2 separate regions of the Mus musculus genome follow, and region 2 is linked to region 1. A link is a contact called in public HiChIP or PLAC-seq data. All regions are on one chromosome and are shown on one strand. The core of a region is the stretch at or near the end of the contact, and the rest is flanking DNA. Distances in the headings are between cores, read along the strand shown.

Region 1 (2,691 bases), core at 74-2,573:
TAGATTTTACCTTTGATGAGTATGAGTATACCCTTCTTGTCTTTTTTGATAACTTTGGGTTGGAAGTCAATTTTATTTGATATTAGAATGGCTACTCCAGCTTGTTTCTTCAGACCATTTACTTGGAAAATTGTTTTCCAGCCTTTCACTCTGAGGTAGTGTCTGTCTTTTCCCTGAGGTGGGTTTCCTGTAAGCAGCAAAATGTTGGGTCCTGTTTGTGTAGCCAGTCTATTAGTCTATGTCTTTTCATTGGGGAATTGAGTCCATTGATGTTAAGGGAAAATAAAGAGCCCTCCCAGGTGGACATCTCTCCTCTTGTGGGGAAGGTGCCCGGATGTCTGGAGCCTGAAACGGGGTCTGTCCCAGAAGTTGTGTCTCTTCTGCCTGTCCCAGAAGTTGTGTAGCTTCTGTAGTCTGCACTCTCACCTGTGAAGACTAGTCTCTGAGGGATCCAGGACCCATGATGGCTCCCCCAGGTGCTCCAGCAGAACCCTCCCGGGTGGGGCAAACACCTCTCCTCTGGTGGGGAAGGTGCTCGGATGTCTGGAGCCCGAAACGGGGTCTGTCCCAGAAGCTATGTAGCTTCTGTAGTCCACACTCTCACCTGGGTAGACTAGTCTCTGAGCTATAAAAGTGTTTTTATTTGGGAATGGCTCCTGGGCAAGTTTACCAGTCCTTGCAGATGAGACCAAAGCAGTTGAGTGTATGCTATTGTGGGGAAGTTTTTTATGGATTGTACGTGACAGAAAATGACACATTTGCCACAAGCTGGGATTGTGCTCAAGTATGGTCACCAAGGTGGGGGTTTCAGTTGTAAGGATCTGAAAATCGCTAAAGATTCAGAAAGTATGCAAAGAAAAAGAACATTTATTCTGCACAAACACCAAGCATGTGTGGGTCAACCATTCCCCAAAATGGCAGCCCTAGACAAAGGTGCACAGGCCTTCTTATAGGGGGAAATATCTAGAAGGATTAGGTAATCTAAAATTTCTTTGGTGGGTGCTAGGGGGTCACAGGTGGTCAGTGGTCTGCACTCCTATATCTTGAACATTTCACCACAGGAGGAGATAGGGCTGCCCAGTGCAGATCGATCATTCTGAGATAAGCTGTTTCCCCATTGTTGTGGTTATCCCCAGGCTGTTCTTTGGGAGAGGGTTTTATGACCTTGTTTCTGGAATTTATGATCTGTTCCTGAAACTGGTGCCTATGGCCTTTTTCTGAGCTCAGGCCTGGTCCTTAAATGGAGACAAATGGAGTTTATGTTGTCCTTTCAGGATGACTCACAACTTCAGGGGAGGAGGTTGTGACAGCAGTCAGGAATGTGGAACTGGACTTTTGGAGCCTTTTCTTTGTTCAGAGACATTCTGAGTGGGCGGGGTTGGAGACAGAGGAAGATTGGGGGCTACCTATTAGAGACCAGAGGCTCCAACTGAACCTCTACAAGTTGGAAATTTGGTGTTTCTCTAAATGGGTTTCATGATTTCCTAGGATGACTCAAAAAACTCAGTAAAACAGTTGGTTTCTCCATCTTATTAAAAATATTACAAAAAAACCAGAGAGGACCTGGCAAGTAACAATGCACGTGAGGTATGAAATGGACCTGTCACAGACCATTTGGCCTGTCCACCTGGAGTCATGGTTCTCTGTTGCTCTAGCACATGAGTGAAAGAGACCAACTCCACTCCACCTCTCTAGAAGTCTTGGGAGTGGAGCTGAAATTTCCAGTTCTCTAATCATGTGAATGTTTCCTTGGCAACCACTCTGATACCAAAAGGGTCACTTCATTAGCATAAGCCCTGGTATATTTGACAGGGATTTACTGGGAATAACAAGTTATTCTTCCACACCAGTACCCAAGGGAGTTTAGAAGCTCTGCTAGGAACTGGACACACACACACACACACACACACACACACACACACACACACACACACAGGAGAGAGAGAGAGAGAGAGACAGAGAGAGAGACAGAGAGAGAGAGACAGAGAGAAACAGAGACAATGAGAGAGATACAGAGAGAGACACAGAGACAGAGAGAGGTTTACATTCACAACAAAATGGCTATCTTCTACCCTAGATGTCTAAATATAACCTTGCCTCTAGTGGAAGTTCTTGAAGAGTGAGGACTTTGAGGGAATGGAGGATGTAGAAATGGAACTGAGGCCAGGCAGAGCAGAATGGAGCTGACCTTACAGTTCTTTCTTTTCTGATAATCACCAGTCTTCGTGTTACATGAATACTGGGTACCTTTGAGGGTGGCAGAGCCCTTCTCTTCTGAAAGTACTAGGAAATTCCACAGACACCCAGACACCAAAGATGCCAGAGCTTGGCTTTGAGTCCTTATTTCTTAACTGAAAGAATGGAATTTACAGACCATAAAGTGAGTTTTAGAAAGCATTTGATTATAAATTCGTAGGTAGGAACTTAGGAGTGAGAGAGCAGAGCTCCTGTACACCAGCAGGAGAGGTCCCAGGAAACAAGACATATTGAATCTGCCACAATGGGCAAAGTGAAGCCACATGGTTTGATCTGTAGCAGCACTCTGTTCATGAGGAAGCTGACCAGGAGAGGAACAGGAGGCTGGAATCTGGGGTCTGTATAACCTTCAAATTCCACCTTCTAAATGACCCGTCTTCCTGTCAGGTGCAATAGCTTTCAAAATAGCACCAACACCAGGGACTAGCACTCAAA
Region 2 (2,691 bases), core at 57-2,556, 240 kb before region 1:
CTTGTCCATCCCATGGGTGTTACTGCACCGTCTGCTTCCTCCTTGGGGTGCAGCATGTTTCAACAGCATTTTAAATGTCATAGTGTGACAGTGACCCTAGCATTGCCTGCCTGGAGCTGCTGGCAAGTCACCTGAAGATCAGTTTTACAACTGGTAATTGGTGGTTTGCCAAGTGGCTGTGTTTTTAAGAATTTATCAAAATTCTCAGAATTGCTTTCTCTATTACGTAATGTTCTGACTCTAAGTCAGGTAAAGGTGACCCAAAGGTGGACCAATTTGATTTGAATAAAAATTTGGGTCAGAATTTCAGGGTTATGTAAATGATTTTTATAAGTAAGAAAAATTTTCTCTAAGATGAAAAATTTGAAGTAGTGTAAATATTTTGTTGTTTGCCTATGAAATCAATCGTCCTCTACACCTACCCCTAACCTCACATGGCTCTTTGGTTTTTGAGAACAGTCTCACATGGACCATGTTGGCCTAGAACTTATGTAGTTGATTTCCTGGGTTCCCCTGCCTCCTACTTCTCAAGTGCTAACTTTATATATATTCCCCATCATACCAGATTTAAATCTCTTATTTAGTTTTCACTCCATATGGGCAATATCATACTAGGAAGTTTATAAAAATAAATTTTCAAATTAATCACACACACACACACACACACATGGTGGAGTAAGAAGCACATAAAGGATATGAATGATTTCTGTCACCATGCCAGTTGGTGACATGCACCTGTAAGAGTAGGGCCTAAAACTGAAGTGAACTAAAGTGTCATGTATTAGCAAACTTTATTCAGAGCATCAGTTTACACCCTGAGGGTTAAGAAAGGTCACCCGAATAACGTTCTCATGACTTCAAGCTGAATATAATCACAGGCACAAGCAGCACATGTCAAAAACATGTTTTTCCATAGAGGCCCATGAATTACAACAGCTGGAGTGATCTCACTCCTATCTGACACACCTGGAAGGGGCACAGAAGCGCATTCCCAGAACAATTCCATATTCTGTAGAAACTGAGGTCACAAGACTCAGATTTTGTTTTCGTGGAGTTTTCTCACACGTGCTCAGACTTCTCCTCAGGAGGCTTCATTCTTAGACTTTGTTCCAGCAATTTCTAATTCTACAGTTACTCCCCACCCCAATAGTGGTTAAAATTTTAATACAAAGCCTTTTGGTCTTTTTGACTTCTCTCATAATATTCACATGTAACATTTTAGGCTCATCTCTGTGATTCACAGTAGTCTTGAGTAAAAGCTACAGAGATGGTGGGTGCCCAAGGAGGAGATGAGTCATTGGCACTGGAAGGTCTCTGATAATGCCCCTCCTTTGTGCTGTGTGCTGTGACTCAGAGACACTCCAAAGACTGCTTCTCTGAAATCGACCTCCCTTGAAAAGTTTCAATTCCCAGAGTTCCGGAAGATCCTTTTCACTGTTTTCTAACCAGTTTGATGGCTCCACTATATTCTTACTGGTCTAATAAACATCTCCAAACCAAGGGTTCTATTAACAGCAGAATGGACACATTGATTGACATTTAAGCGAACGCTTATCTATTTTCATCATTTATATTCTTTGTCAAATCTTAGATTTAAATGTTAAAGAGGATAGATTAGTCCTTAGCTTTTATTCATGGAGTATTCTTCATATCTAACTGAGAGCAACTGCAAAAAAATGGGGGTCCTTTTTAGAGTTGCTTATTGGGAATCACAAATACATTAATCCAGTAGCCCAAAAATGACTGAGGTCGTAACTATGTGTCGGGTACAGGAAATTGAGACAAGAAAGCATCTCTGTTCTTATATGCCTGAGCTAGAGAAGAAAATGAAGATTAATAGTTGGTAACCAGGAGTTCCTTCAACTTGGGTGGACATTCTGCCCTTTCAATTATTTAATGTTAACTCTGTCAAAGGAGGAAGAGCTCCACACTTCTATCCAGGGGAAGTGAGCAGCAAATGCAGAGCTTTGGGGCTGGACTCATGTGCTGGGCTTTGTTGAGTAGCTTAGGATTGATAGTTTCTTCATGAGAACATGTAGAAGATCTACTTGATACTTTAAGAAAGCACATGGAAAAAGTGTTGCCATATTGGAGAGAGAGGGTGGTCTTGAATTGTGTGTTCTTCAGACTTACGAAGGGTGGAGAAAAAGGAAACTATGACATTTGTTCATTTGAGACTTAAACTATTAGATGAAAAGAGCCATAACATGCCAGAAAAGGCGTACTTAAGATATGGGATGTATACATCTTAGACTTCTTGGTGCTTTCACGCAGCAATTAGATCAACAAAGTTGAATGGAAGGAGGGGGTGGGCTTGCCGTGTAGTCGTCCATGGTCTTAAACGCCTTCTGCAGTTGTAGTACTGTACCTAACAAACTACTGCCTTTTCTGAGCTCTGGTCCTCAGAGACAAAGGAAAGAAACTCGTGTTTGTTGAAGATCTAGTGTGTATGGAGAGCTGATGAATACCCTTGCCTAAGTTACATCATCTCATCCAATCTTCTCCATAGCTGCTGTTCGTGTTAGGTGAAGAGCTGGCTTCCACTGGACTAAGTGGACCAGAGGACAGTGTGACTGAGCAACTGGGCTTTCAAGTCCTGATCTTTGGGTGTTCTTTCCACTTCAAAGACTTTGCACCTGACAGAACTGCAAACGAGTAGCAGTATCTTTTTTTATAAAGCTGCTATTGAAA

The links. HiChIP or PLAC-seq counts read pairs in DNA pulled down with a chosen protein or histone mark.
Region 2: a contact with region 1 is called in a FOXA1 HiChIP or PLAC-seq map of pancreatic cancer cells. The contact joins two enhancer-like sites. A contact is called at or near these places in 2 of 484 Hi-C or Micro-C datasets (liver and nephron progenitors) and 2 of 115 datasets of contacts at active chromatin or transcription factors (embryonic stem cells and pancreatic cancer cells).

What each region holds. Positions count from the first base shown.
Region 1 is chr3:63,561,868-63,564,558 of GRCm38.p6, reverse strand. No RefSeq gene overlaps it. Among named protein-coding and RNA genes, the nearest start is that of Strit1, 79 kb to the right of the region's middle. Within about 2 kb of position 1,323, at least 25 of the 459 cell types and tissues checked have an H3K27ac peak or open chromatin away from gene starts, as enhancers often do. A contact at or near this core is called in pancreatic cancer cells, where this site is marked.
Region 2 is chr3:63,804,321-63,807,011 of GRCm38.p6, reverse strand. The region is part of intron 3 of Plch1 (phospholipase C, eta 1); the gene reads left to right. Among named protein-coding and RNA genes, the nearest start is that of Plch1, 94 kb to the left of the region's middle. Within about 2 kb of position 1,306, at least 9 of the 459 cell types and tissues checked have an H3K27ac peak or open chromatin away from gene starts, as enhancers often do. A contact at or near this core is called in pancreatic cancer cells, where this site is marked.